2 separate regions of the Mus musculus genome follow, and region 1 is linked to region 2. A link is a contact called in public Hi-C data. All regions are on one chromosome and are shown on one strand. The core of a region is the stretch at or near the end of the contact, and the rest is flanking DNA. Distances in the headings are between cores, read along the strand shown.

Region 1 (7,332 bases), core at 3,818-6,317, 310 kb before region 2:
CAGCATTCCGTGGAAGAAAAAGAAAAGGCAAAAAAGTACAAAGCCTCAAGTCCATTGTAGTCAGAGTCCACCCCCATGACCAGAAGTCTGCCCATCATATGGGCTCATTGGGAGATTCGAATCAACCACAGCCATGACAAAGTTGCAGGCTTTGCAAATTCTGCTGGTGCAGGCAGGCATTGCTCCCAACCATACACTCACAAGGCAACCCCACACTATTGCTAAATGTCTGTGGTAAGAAGTGACAGCAGCAGAGAAGGGGAATGGCCATCAACACCATAAAGGTGTTGACACTGTCAGAGAATTCCCAGCAGCCCCTTGGCAGGAGGCAACCTCCGGGTTAGTGTTCAGAAAAGCATGACCATCTGTTGTGATGACTGACAATCTATAAACCCTGTAGGACCTCTCAATACCAGTAAATAGCTCTCCTCATCATAGAGAACTTGGGATGCCCAGAGTCTGTTAGCCACAGCTATGATGGGACCTGAGTCTGAGGTGGTCAAAGAAAGGACAGTCTAGCCAGTTGCAGGCCATAGCTCATAACCGGAGAGGCAACTGGTATAGTGGGAAGAGCTCCAGAGTAAATCTTGATAGCATCTCCTGACAGATGGAGTTGGTATCCTGTAGCTTTGCAGCCTCACCAGAGGCATTAAGACATGGACTGGCTGCAGCCATGTAGGGATACAAGGGCTTGTTGAGCAAGTCGTGATGGCAGCCATTGTCTCACCTTCTGAAAGGGTGACCCTGGTTTTATGTGAAGTGGCTCTACGGTGATTGGCCGCACAACGCTCAGTGATCTGCCTGCTCCAACCCCTGCTTTTCCCCCAGCCAACTCCTGGCTGGCCTTGGGCCCATGACTGTGCATCTGGCTGAAGTGGTCTGAACTGCTGGTGTGCACCAGCTCCAGCTGGAAATAGCTACATATTAGCCAGATCCTAGAGTGGGCAACCCAAGCATCACTCAGTATCAGCTGAGGTGCTAAGCCCCCAGGAACTTGTTTTCAGGAGAGCATCGCTCCCCTATTTGAGATCCGCATGGAGCTGGATAAAGACGGTCTGACCTACAACCCATCTCTGGAGATGGGCGACGAGGCTGGCTTCCTGTCGCTGATCGAGGGCTTGATCAATGACCTCTACAATGTGGCCAGGCTCATCCCTCGCCTGGCCAAGGGCAGATTGAACTACAAGGTCAGTCTTGATCTCTTACCATCCTTTGGCATTTCCCTTCTTGGGCGCTGGCTCTGTTGGCCTAGCTCTGCAGAGCGTGATGATGACAGTTCAGAATGTGACAGTCTGTGGTTGCTGTTCCCTTGAGTCCCCAGGCCCAAGGGCCTGATCCCTGCCCCCCCCCCCCCACACACACACACACGAATCTGGCCTTCCAAATGTCCTCTCTTCTGGAGTCTTGGCAAGTGTTCCAGGTGAGTTCTTTTTCTCACTGCTGGGACAGAGCACCCAAGAAAAGCAACTGTAAAGAGGAGGGGTTCATTGTAGCTCACAGTCTGAGCTCACAGTTTGGTTGACCATGGTGGGAATGACTTGGTAATAAGAGTGTGAGGTGGCTAGTCACGGTGTATCTGCTGTCAGGAAGCAGAGAGCAGTGAATGCTGGGACTCAGTGGGCTTTCTCCCTGATGCTCAGTCTGGGAATGGTACTGAGTCTGACATGGTACCTAGTGCTCAGGGTCAGACATCTGGGCCATGGGCTACTTCCCAAAGGCTCCAGCTCCACACACAGCCATAGCAGCTGAGAATCTGAGAGCTGCACCCATTGGGATACTGGTAGATCAGTCCAGAGGAACTAGGAACCAAAAAAAAAAAAAAAAAAAAAGGAGGGGCCAGATAATGTGACATTATCAGAGCAGAGGATACAGTGTGACCCAGGGCACCTGTCTAAAACCATATGAACCTAGGGAACTGGGTGACCTTGCAGGAAAACTCCAGGAAAGAAGCGCTAGGCAGTGGTCCACCCTATGCAGGCCAGACAGAAAGTCCCTCTGCTCAGTCCACTCTGACTCTGCCATGGAAGTCAAATAGAGAACTCTGACCTCAGTAGCCTCCTGGAACTGATCACATGTCAAGACCAGAAGTGCTGGTGTTAGCTTGAAATACCAGCCAAGCAAAAGGCTTTATACCAGCTTGCTGGAACCACATCCCCGGTGCGTCCATTCCTCACGGCTCACTTTAGAAGGGTCTGGACCAACAAACTACAGGCTCACACAGGCCTGTCTGCCCTCTGTGGCTGTGGGAGGCCCTCCTGATGCCACTACACTGTCCTTCACTGACTGGCTGGGCCTTCCTCCCTGTCCTCTCAGCACCCTCAGAGCCAACCCGTGGGATACGCAGCCTGCAGCTCACATGGCCACCTTGGGGCTGGTGCCTGCTTTAGGTATAATATTATGGTTCCTCTTCTCTGCCAATCAAAGAAAAGGCAGGAAAAAAAGTGTTGCCTAAAATCTTGGGGAGCCCCAATGTCCCTTCTTAGGGCTCTTAGGGCTCATAACAAAGGAATTTAAGAACAACACAAACAGAAGCTCAGGGGCAACAGAAAGACTCAGGCAGACTCTGAGACAAGATACTGTGTGGGGGTCAGAAGGGAAAACCTCAGGGCAGGCAACCCAGGACTTGTGCAGCTGTCTGGAGACCAGAGAAGGAAAAGAAAACAGCCATGAACCTTGAAATGACGTGGCTGGGGGTAGGGGTAACACCAGACTACAGCTGGCGTGGAGTGTCTTTAGAAAAAGGGGAAAGACCCCCAAAGTTTTAGCATGGGGTTTAGGCCTACTTTAGCTCAAATCTCCCTTTGAAAGGAAAAGAAGAAAAAGAGACAATTAAACCTCTCGAAGCAGGAACCCAAAAGGTGGGCAGACCTAGTCCAGCCTTATGGTGGGTCAGCTCATGGAGCCTGCACAAGAAAGGCAGGAATTCTAGAGGCGGGGATGGTATATGATCTACCTTCCTAGACAGGGGTGGTCCCCAGCCAGGTCCCTAACCTGCCTCCCCCCCCCCCATTGGATTATCTATTAAAAAGGGCAGGTCTCCTCCAAAAGATGGATTCCATTCTTTACAAGATGGAGCAAACCTGGGCAGAGCCACTCCCATCTGTTCTGTACCCACGAGTCTGTGGTGTGCAGAGATGCCTGAGCCTTGGCATAGAGGAGCAGGTGGCATGTCAACCTTGGAACCAAGATACACTGCACATGAGCATACAGGGGCTCTGAGAAGGACACAGGGGCAAGTGAAATCTCAGCCTTGCCAGGAGCCTTCCTGTAGTGTGGGTTTGGGTTCTGTGGTGGGACAGAGAGACACACCACACCCAAACCCACACATAAATGAAAAATAATTTTTAAAAAATGTAATAAAGCAGGCTGGTGAGATGGCTCAGCGGGTAAGAGCACTGACTGCTCTTCTGAAGGTCCTGAGTTCAAATCCCAGCAACCACATGGTGGCTCACAACCATCTGTAATGAGATCTGACGCCCTCTTCTGGTGTGTCTGAAGACAGTGACAGTGTACTTATGTATAATAATAAATAATTAAATTATTGGGCCAGAGTAAGCAGGGGCTGAGCGAGCAGGGCCAACTGGGGCGAGCGGGGTTGACCAGAGTGAACGGGGGGTCCTAAAAATTCAATTCCCAACCACCACATGAAGGCTCAGAACCATCTGTACAGCTACAGTGTGCTCACATACATAAAATAAATAAATCTTTAAAAAACTAAAGAAAGAATAGTTAACAACAAAAACAAAAATTTAATAAAGCAAAACAAAATAAAAACTCTTGCTAGCATGAAGGAGTCTGCCCCTCTTAGAGTGCCACCAAGCTCAACAGGACAGCCAAGGGCTCAGCCAAAGTCACCCTCTCCCTGACGGACTGACCCATCCGAATCCGTGCTCCTTAGCCACCTCCGTCAAATCAATGCCTGGACTCCGTGGCTGCTCCCCTCTCCCTCGTTTTTATTAGAAGATTAAATGTGTACAATGAGAGCTAATGAAGGGGGAAAGGCATCAGGATCAAAATAAAGGCATAAGTCACCAGCAACGGGGAAACATGTAAAAATGCCCTGTAACAGAATGTTGCCTCCTGTGGCATTGCCAGCCAGGAGCAGGAGGGCGTCTGGAAGTGAGTTTGAACGGCAGATCTGAACAGAATATACTGAGGAATTTTAAAGGCCTCGGAAGTGACCAGGTGTACATTCAATCGATTTGTACATACCATAGATAGCATGCATGCAGAGATTTAACTAGAGGGTAGTTTTCTGGGTTTGTTATTTTAAAAATGTCCATACATACCCCCTCCCCCAACAGTCCATGTGAGTCGCTCGCTCTGTGTCCCCTTTGTCCATACCAGCACATTGCACACAACCAAGGTCTGTGCAAATACAGAATGGATGAACTGACACCCACGTCACCCTGGGATCAGACAGCTCAGAGCCACCCTTAGCAAATCTTCTTTCAGGGGTGGGGTAGGGGCGCTGCACACTGACAGACACCCCCTGCTTCCATTCAGGACTCTCAGCAGCACCCACAGAAGGATGCTCTTCCAGGTCTGGGGGAAAATCTGTCTCTCATGAAGGCAAATGACCCAATCTTTGTCCCCACTCCCACCCCGGCAGTCTGACCTAGAGGATATCACAGACCTCATAGAGATGCGGGAGGAAGTGTCCAGCCTGGTCATTGGAGCCATGAAGGTGGCTGAGGAGTACCAGGACTCCTTTGAGAGGTACTCCTACCTTTGGGTGGATGACCTTCAAGAATTTATGAAGAACTTCCTCATCTTCGGGCACGCGCCCACCCCTGAGGAGCTGGACACCAAGACGGACGACACCATCCCCAAGACACCACCTACCCTGGCTCAGTTCCAGCAGCAGGTGTGTATGGTCCTGTTGTCCTCCTGTGTCACCTCCCACATCCTCGGGTAGACGACCCCCTCCCCACCCCCCACAGGCCTGATTTGAAAGTTGGGTGGCCTGATTGCTATGTAGGTTTTAAATTTGCTCCTGGTGAGGCCAGGAGAGAGAGCATGCCTTACCGCACTATGCCACACGGGGGAGCACCACTGTCACAGGAGGAATAGCATGCCTTACTACACCACGCCACATGGGGGGGAGCACCACTGTACCAGAGAGGCAGCCAGGGAGAGAGAAGAGGCCTCAGCAGGATCTACCAGGCTTGTAGTGTGAATGACTTCAGTTAGGTCAGGTGAGGGCACTATGCTGAGCTGGCTGGTGTCCCATCCTGTGGCAAGTAGGACAGAGGACTGATCCCTGAGAATAAGAGTCCCTAAGAGCCAGATAAGAGGTGGCTGGGAGCACTACACTCAGGCCAGCTCCAGGTGAGGTCTGCAGTCTAAGAATCGGCCTTCAGGGTCAGCAAGAGCTCAGGTGTCAGAATTGGGAATCTAGAAAGTGAAGCAATCCAGTCCTGAGGTTGGTCTTGGGCACAATGAGAAAGCCCTCTCCTCCCCCACACCAGTGAGAAGAAAGATGGGATGGCTCAAAGTCTGCAGGTGCTCCCATGAGTTAAGGGGTGCCCTTTGGGAGTCCCCTCCTGCTCCAGAAGCCTTACTGTAGTCACCCAATCCCATCCTCTTCTGTCTATCTGTCCCCTCCTAGAGGTGGGGCAGAAGGAGCTCTGAGGTGTTGGGACAGGGCAAACAGGTAGCAGTGGTCTCAGCCTCTCTTAAGCTGCACCCTGGGCCACCTGGCTGCCCTTCACAGCCAGACAGGAAGCGGCGATGGCTAGTGGGGGACACACAGCCATGGCTGATGGAATCCACGGCTGTGTTGGGCAGATTGACTCGTATGAGAAGCTGTATGAGGAGGTGTCCAGCTGTGAGAACACCAAGGTCTTCCATGGCTGGCTGCAGTGTGACTGCCGCCCCTTCAAGCAGACCTTGCTCAACACCATCAAGCGCTGGAGTTTTCTGTTCAAGCGATACCTGAACAACCACGTCATCAACAGGTGAGGCCATGGCCCGCTGCTGCAAATCTGAGACTTCCCCGGACCCCCCCCCCCCCGACAGCCTGGGAGAGGCACCACGGACTTAGTAAGTGGCTCAGTGGCCTGATCTGAAAGTTGGGTGGCCTGATTGTGATATAGGCTTTACATTTATTTGCTCCTGGTGAGGCCAGGAGGAACAGCATGCCTTACCACACCATGCCACACGGGGGAGCACCACTGTCACAGGAGGAACAGCATGCCTTACCACACCATGCCACATGGGGGAGCACCACTGTCACAGGAGGTGGTGCATGTGGTTCCTTGCTGTGACCAGTGCAGGGCAGGTAGAAGAGTGAAGTACCTGTCAGGCTCTGTGTTGAAGCCTTGAGCCTGGCAGGAAGGCTGGGACAGCCCAGTCATTGCACAGGAAGGTCACCGACAGCAGCATAAGCATTCTCTCTAACTGAGCCCATCTGGGCGGCTGGCTGCTCTCAGCTGTGGCTTTAAGATAGCGCTCAAGGATCAGCCTGGGCTACGCTAATACTTTTGTGACATCTAGGCCGAGGGGGACCACATGGGGGGGCAGTGGCTGCCCCTCTCCAGGTGGTGCCTTGCATGGCAGTCGAGTGTCCCTGCTAAGGGGACATTGAGGTGGTGGCCGAGGAGGATGAGCCCCTCACCTGAGTCCCCCTGTCCTGCAGCCTCGCTGATCTGGAAAGCTTCATGAACATCACCCGAACAGCCCTGAAGAAGCCACTTAAGGAGGGAGACTACGACGGGCTGGTAGAGGTCATGGGGCACCTGATGAAAGTCAAGGAGAGGCAGGTGGCCACCGATAGCATGTTTGAGCCCCTGAAGCAAACCATCGAACTGCTCAAGAGCTATGGGGAGGAGATGCCGGAGGAGATCTACTTGAAGCTGCAGGTGGGTTCCAACAGTGCTGTGCTGGAGTACTGTGGCAGGTCGCTGCAGGCTAGACACTTACGAGACTCCAGATCCCCAGGGGTATGGAGGCCAGAGACAGAATCTTCCCGGAGAAGAGGGCCCAAGTGGTCACCGCTGAGGCTGGTGAGAGCCTCCTAGTAGTTTTGTGGGGTTAAAGCCATCTCCACGGCCTCTCATCTCCCTGAATGTGGAGGTCACTCACTCCCGATGGGTGTGAACGCTGATGGAGACGGGAGCAGAGAGAGGCTGCCTGTGCCCTGCCATCCACTGCCCACATGACAGCCATTGTCACACTGACTGGGCTATGGCTGAGCAGGGTGGGGGATGTCCCTCTGGAGGGCCTCCAAGGAGCCACCCCCTCCCCAGCTGTGCCTGGCTCCTCGGTTTCCCATCTCTTCCCAAGCCTATCAGCTTCCCTCCCTCCCTCCCTCCTCACTTCCCCCTTACC
Region 2 (7,271 bases), core at 3,304-5,803:
GCTAAATCACGGTTGTGTTTGTTTGTTTGTTTTCCCTATTATGGTTCTGTTTGTTTGTATATCAGTGATAGGATATAAGGCTATCAATCCAAAGACTCTAGGATCTGTCCCCAGCACCATAAAAGGGGGCAGGAGGAGCTAAAAGAATTATCCATTACCCCTAGCCTAAAAGATTCGCAATTGTAGTTCTAGACACATCCGGACAGAATCAAAGTCAGCCTCAGACAGATCCTTACAGGCCTGTCAGGGCAACTCTGGCATGGCTACCAAGAGGTGGAGACATCTTCAGAACCTAACACTGGAACAAGATCTGTGCAAGGACTGTGACTTCCAGTGAGGTCAAAAGAAAGAAATGTGCCCAGCAGCTGCCACAGCACCAGGGTAACATGACTCCAGGTCTGAGAAGCCGAGACGCGAGGGAAACTGGGATATAAGTATACTTTTTGTTTTGTTTTGTTTGGAGGAGCTGGAGAGATGGCTCAGTGGTTAAGGACGCTTGCCACTCTTGCAGAGGACCAGCGTTGGGCTGCCAGGCCCCACAGCAGGCAGTTCCTAACTGCCTCTAAGTCCAATTCCAGGGGATCTGGCTCCTCTTCTGGCCTTCTCAGGCATGCCTGTACAAGTGGCAGTCACTCACAAAGTACATACATGTCACATACATACATATAAGTAAAATTAACAACAATAAACCTTTAAAAGCACAGTAGAAGCAGGCAGGGCTGGGAAGAAGGCCCTGCAGTTAAGAGGGTGTCACACAGTGGCTCACAGCTGCCTATGGAATCCAAGCTCTCTCCTGGCTTCTGTGGGTACCGCCTGCATGTGGTTCACAGACAGACAGACAGACAGACAGACAGACAGACACACACACACACACACACACACACACATGCACACACACAGCATGTGACACACACCTTTAATCTCAGCCTTTGGGAGACAGAGCCAGGCAGATCTCTATAAGTTTAATGCTAACCTGGTCTTATATTCCAGGACAGCCAAGACTACACAATGAAACCCTGTGTCAAAGAAGAAGAAGAGGAGCCAGGCATAGTGGCGCACACCTTTAATCCCAGCACTTGGGAGGCAGAGGCAGGCGGATTTCTGAGTTCAAGGCCAGCCTGGTCTATAGAGTGAGTTCCAGGACAGAGAAACCAAAAAAGAAGAAGAAGGGGGGGTGGAGAGGAGGAGGAGGAAGAGGAGGAGGTAATCTACCTCCCAGACTATATACATTGCTCTTGCTCTACTGGACCCCCTGTTTAGAAGGACCCCCGCCCCCCAGAGAAGGCATGCTAGACTCTTACAGACAGACATCTCCTGGGAATCCCCAGGCCATCTGACCACAATGCACACTTTTTCTCAGATCCTAATTCCTACCACTGTTTCAGGGGAATTCTGTGTCTGCTGGTACTCCAGCTGAGTACTGAGGCTAGGGACCCACTCCACACCCCACAGCAGCACATGACTGGCCTGTGTCCAGCTGCCTGTTCCCAACACCAACAGAACATACTTCCGGGGCTTTTTGAAAACTTTGCTAAGTACCCCTCTTTGGGAGGGTTTTTTTGTTTTTTTGTTTGTTTGTTTGTTTTTGTTTTTTAAATCAAAATAGATTTCCAATTTGAGTTAGTGGATCCAATGCTAAAGTTAGATCCTTTCTGAACTCTGTCAGGCAGACTTCTGGCAAGACTTTTACCACCTTAATCTTTAGGGACAACAGGTCTCTTTGGGGTCCAAACGAAATATTTGGGGCTGAACTCTGCCTCGCTGAAGAAATGAGTTCTAGGCTAAATTTCGGTTATGTTTGTTTGTTTGTTTGTTTGTTTTCCCCATTATGGTTCTGTTTGTTTGTTTGTTTGTTTGTTTGTCTCTTTCTTTCAGGAGAGACACTGAGTTGACTGTAAAAATGAAAAGAAACCCAGTCCCTCTCGTTTCCATGTCGGAGGCCGGGAATAGAAGCTTGGTTTGCATATGTGCTGACTGTAGCAACAGAAAGTACAGCTTGCTCCCAGAGGGGAGAACAAGGCCGGGCTCTCTCCTCACGTCTCCTCACGGAGCTGGTGTGGGGAGAGCTGCTGAGGTTTTTGTTGTTTGTTTTGTTTTAAAGAAGTATGTATTTATTTTATGTATGTGCACTGTCTTTCTCCTTAGAAACCCCAGAAGAGGGGTCAGATCTCATTACAGATGGTTGTGAGCCATCATGTAGTTGCTGGGACTTGAACTCGGGACCTCTAGAAGAGAAGCCAGTGTTCTTAACCGCTGAGCCATCTCTTCAGCCCTGGTTTTTGTTTTTTGAGACAGGGTTTCTCTGTGTAGCCCAGGCTGTCCTGGAACACACTATGTGGACCAGGCTGACCTCGAACTCACAGAGATCCTCCTGTCTCTGTCTCCCCAGTGCAGAGACTGTAGATTTGAACCACCACACCCATGGGTACTCTTTTTTTGTGTTTGTTTTTCGGGACAGGGTTTGTTTGTATATCCCTAGCTGTCCTGGAACTCACTCTGTAGACCAGGCTGGCCTCCAACTGAACTCAGAAATCTGCCTGCTTCTGCCTCCTGAGTGCTGGGATTAAAGGCGTGCGCCACCACGCCTGGCTCTTGGGTTTTCTTTCTAAACTTGGCCAAACGCCATCCTCCAGGGTTTGTGAGGGAACAAGGGATCAGCCAGCTTTTCAGAGATCTGGCACAGGATACATTAGCAGAGCTGCAGCCATGGGCTGAGAGGACAGGAAGGCAGGACCGCCTCTGCCTGGGTACTTTCCTGAGACTCAGCCACCAGCTCTTTTTTTAACTGTGACACTAATAAACTTTTTCTTTTTTACAGAAAATGAGGAAATGGTAGTTTGGTCTGTGCCTCATCCGAGTGAGATCTGCGTCAACACCACCCTTCAGCAGAACAGAAGGGGATGCCCAGGGATGCAAGGTGGAGACAGGGAGGAAACGCCTGCCTCCACCTTGAAGGGTGCAGGAGGTGGAGAAGTGGCGAGGACCATGAAAGGGGTCCATCTAGGGGAAGGAGGTGAGAGGCAAAGAGGAAAATGGAGCAGGGCATGAATGGAGCGGTCCAGGGCTGCGACCTGTCCCTGAAACCTCTCCTTCCTGGCTCTGTACCGGGACTACTGGGGAGAAAAAGAGAGAGGGGAAGGGGGAGGGAAGGAGAAAGGAGAAGAAAGGAGGGACAGGAAGCCGAAAAGAGAGAGGGAACACAGGAGGGATCTATCTGTTTATCTGTGCATATATATGTGTATGTGTGCATGATATAGTTATACATACATAGGTATATATGTATAGATAGATAAATAGATCAGACAGACAGACAGACAGACAGACAGACAGAGGACACTCACTCTCAACTGCTGTCAGAGCAAAGTGGCTTAATCTCTAGATTCCCTGAGGTCTCCAGCTCCCTCAGCAAGCCCCTCCTGTCCCAGAAGTGCACACTAGAGTTCCCCAGCCTTCTCTGCATCCCACCTATTAGGCAGAGCTGTGGGACTTGATGGAACAGGTGAATTTTGCCCCCTGGGAGGACCTGGGCCCTGTGAACAATGCAGCTGCTCCCTGTGGATCCCTCCTCTTTACACACCTCAAACTCCTCCTCTCCCACCCTGCCCTGTGGGGTGGAGGTCACAGTTATCCATCTGGATCCTCTCACACCAAGTCCTCACCATCAGTCTTTTTAGCCAAGGCACTTGCCACAAGCACCCAGCTGTGACCCAGGTGTCCCCAGCTAGATCCTTCTCCCCCCAGTGTGGGGGCTACTCACCTTCTGTCTGCTCCTCTGAGAAGCCACAGGCAGCTGTAAAAGAGGAGAGGGGAGGGGTAAGAGGAAGCCCTGCAGAGGAGGGAGACTGTCCAGACAGCTTCCTGCCCAGGCTGATATCTGACAGTGAGGCCCCTGGGACCAGTTAGCATCTCTGATCTGGAGTTTTTATCTTATCTTACTTAACACAGGGTCTCCCCTATACTCCAGGCTGGCTTTGAACTCAATACGTACCTGAGGGTGACCTTGGAATCCTGATCTTCCTGTCTCTACTTCCTGAGTGCTGGACATGCACACGTGCGCATGGGCACCCTCCCAAACACACTATACCACACACACATCACACCATACACACATACATACACATACAGAACACACTACACCATACTCACATACACACCACACATACTACATACACCAGTGGAATCCAAATGACAGATGATACCCTAAACAAGGTCACATCTGCATAGCATAGCACATCTGTCTGCTGTCAATCTCCTGCTCAGACCCTCTCACCGTGTCTCTCTCTCTCTCTCTCTCTGGCTTCCAGGGTGCTTCCGCCTTTGGGTCTCTTTCTCTCTTGGACTCTCTTCACACTCCATTCCCTGAGCCTACTCTCTCAAGGCCCTTCCCGTGATGTCTGCAGGAGACTCACCCAGCATGGCAAAGAGGAGCAGCTGAAGGAGCGCCATGCGTCTGTGAGGTTGGGGCTGTGTATGGCTCAGGCTGTCCAAAGCTTCCTGTCTGGCCTCTCCACCCCAAGGCCCCTGGATGCTCCTCGGGTGGCTGCCTGCAGCTAGGAGATAACTTGAAGGTTGTGGCTCTCCAGGGGCCCCAATACCTTACAGGGCTGGTTCCAGGGATATCTGTGTTCTCCCCCTGTTACCTGCAGGGGAGGAGGGGATAAGCGCGTGTGTCTACTGAGTTTGGGATGTGTGATTATCCTGGGGCACTGGCGTGGGGCTAATGTTAACACAAGGGCTCTCCTTATCCAGGAAACCTGGAGAATCAGTAGATTCCTGTTAAGAGGCAGGGAGGGGAGGTTCACATCATATTGAGATCCATCTGAACACCACATACCAGGTGAATTTTGCCCCCTGGGAGGACCTGGGCCCTGTGAACAATGCAGCTGCTCCCTGTGGATCCCTCCTCCTCGCACATCTCAAACTCCTCCTCTCCCACCCTGCCCTGTAGGGGTGGAGGTCACAGTTATCCATCTGGATCCTCTCACACCGAGTCCTCACCATCAGTAACGTCTTTTTAGCCAAGGCACTTGCCACAAGCATGCAGCTGTGACCCAGGTGTCCCCAGCTAGATCCTGTCTAGCTATCGATATTCTGCTCAGACCCTCCCACAGTCTCTCTCTCTCTGGCTTTCAGGGTGCTTCCGCCTTCTGCTATAGCTGGTGCATTCTGTCTCCAAGTTAGACCTCAGGTGGGATGAGACTCTGTCACCTGAGAGTGTGTAGCCCAGTGCCTTACTCTTTTTTTTTTTTTGACAGATACACAGTAGTTTATTTTTAATATGCTTTTTAGCTCAATGGTTGGATACTTTTAAGCCTCCTGAGGCTAACATGTCCTTATCTTCACTCAGATCAACACCTCTAATTCTGCCCTCAACTCAGTTGCCCAGTTACCTTCCCCTTGCTCAGCACCCTAAATCTGCCCTCAGTTTAGTTACATTTCTAATTTCCCCAAACCCAGTCAGGGAAGAGGCCAATGGCCACTCCACCCAAGATCTCACATGGCTGGTGGCTCTCTCTCCCTCCCAAGCTTGGTGAATCCCCTTTCCCTCCACCTGTGTCTGCTAACCTGCCTGCAGGAATCTGAAAGTCCCTCCTCTCCCACTCAGCCATTGCAGTGCCTTACTCTTGTCTTTAAAGGAGTTCAGAGAAAGGCAAGGTTGTCCCTTAAGGACCTAGATCCAGCCTTACCTGGACAAAGGGAAGTGGACCATGCGACCAATACTGGGGTGGTCTGAGCAGAGCCGTTCTTTCCGAGCCTAAGGCTACACCAGGGCCAGACCCACAGGGACCGAGGGGCAGAGAACCGAAGAAGCAGGTAAGCTGGCACTGGATCATACTACCCCATGGGAGGCCACCCATAGCTACCCACCCACATGGGTGACCCCCCCCCCCCCAGTCTAGGCCTGCAGACTAGCCTGTGGCTTTCTGGGCAGGCTCAGTGACTGCACAGGAGACGCCTGCTTTGACAGTGTCTTCACAGCAGAGGACTCCTGCTGCCAGGTCACAGCCTGTGTCATGTGTAGATGCTCCACAGAGCCTGACTGGCCACTGCACTCCAGCCCCTGTCCAGCCCTGTTCTCTAGGAAGGCCACTCTAGCCTGGGCCCCTCTTGCCACTCTTGGAGGATCTACAGTGGCCGAGTTCTATCAGGAAGCTGTCTGAACTGTAGCTCCATAGTCAGAGGGCAGAGTGAAAAGCCACGGGAAGATCCAGCAAAGGAGGCAGGTGGTCACCTGGACACCCGCTGTGTGTGCCTTACAGTAAGGCCCTTGAGCCAGCTCTGACACTCAGCAGTGTGCACCAGGCCCACGCACGCTTTGTTAAGTTTCTCCAGTGGGAAATCAGTGAAGGGGAGAATGTTTTGACTTAGTTCCCCACAAAATTACCATTCTTTAAGAATTAGGGTTTTTTAAAAGATTTATTTATTTATTTAGTATTCATGTATGTGAGTACACTGTAGCTGTACAGATGGTTGTGAGCCTTCATGTGGTTGCTAAGAATTGAATTTTAGGACCTCTGCTTGATTCGGTCAACTTCACTCACTCAGTCCCTGCTTGCTCCAGTCCAAAGATTTATTTATTATTATACATAAGTACACTGTAGCTGTCTTCAGACACACCAGAAGAGGGCATCAGGTCTCATTACGGGTGGTTGTGAGCCACCATGTGGTTGATGGGATTTGAACTCAGGACCTTCAGAAGAGCAGTCAGTGCTTTTAACCGCTGAGTCATCTCTCCAGCCCCAAGAATTAGTTTTTTTTTTTTTTAATGAGGATTTTAAAAAAAGTATGTATGTATTTATTTAATGTATATGAGTACAGTGTTGCTGTTTTCAAACACACCAGAAGAGGGCATCCCATTACAGATGTTTGTGAGCTACCATGTGGTTGCTGGGAATTGAACTCAGGACCTCTGGAAGAACACTCAGTATTTTTAACCGCTGATCTCTCCAGCACCAAGAACTAATTTTTTTATTTGTGACCCCCCCTTCTACTGAGCACCAGAGCCTACCTGTGCCCCTCCAGGTCTCATTGCCCCAGGAACCCTGTCTTGGTGGCCTGGGGAATGGGAACCCCACTCTCCAGGGTTACCTCCTATGGTACATTGCCACATGTCTCCAAGTGTAAACCTGTACCTGCCATGGAAACCCTGGCATTTAGAAGCATTTAACTGGTGTTTGGTTACAGATGGGAGGGGGAAGTCATGTGGTGGTCAGGCCTCTGAAGCCAGCGAAGTCTCAGGAGGGCTTGAAGTGGCCAAGTCTTCAGCGGTC

Evidence for each region. A called contact is a pair of places that touch in the nucleus more often than the background predicts.
Region 1: a Hi-C map of pro-B cells shows a contact between it and region 2, with 3 times the contacts expected there. The contact joins the enhancer-like site here to the promoter of 6030468B19Rik in region 2. A contact is called at or near these places in 6 of 484 Hi-C or Micro-C datasets (B cells, the HL-1 cell line, embryonic stem cells and 2 more), 4 of 115 datasets of contacts at active chromatin or transcription factors (bone marrow-derived macrophages and embryonic stem cells) and 2 of 9 other capture datasets (embryonic stem cells and liver).

Annotation. Positions count from the first base shown.
Region 1 is chr11:118,101,951-118,109,282 of GRCm38.p6, reverse strand. It overlaps Dnah17 (dynein, axonemal, heavy chain 17), which reads left to right. Exons shown (of 81, transcript NM_001167746.1): 18 at 1,005-1,187; 19 at 4,613-4,867; 20 at 5,791-5,960; 21 at 6,641-6,863. Among named protein-coding and RNA genes, the nearest start is that of Dnah17, 24 kb to the left of the region's middle. Within about 2 kb of position 5,067, at least 40 of the 459 cell types and tissues checked have an H3K27ac peak or open chromatin away from gene starts, as enhancers often do. A contact at or near this core is called in bone marrow-derived macrophages and pro-B cells, where this site is marked.
Region 2 is chr11:117,794,942-117,802,212 of GRCm38.p6, reverse strand. 6030468B19Rik (RIKEN cDNA 6030468B19 gene) reads right to left here and starts at 4,553. Exons shown (of 6, transcript NM_029964.1): 1 at 4,410-4,553; 2 at 3,758-3,790. The coding sequence starts at 4,446.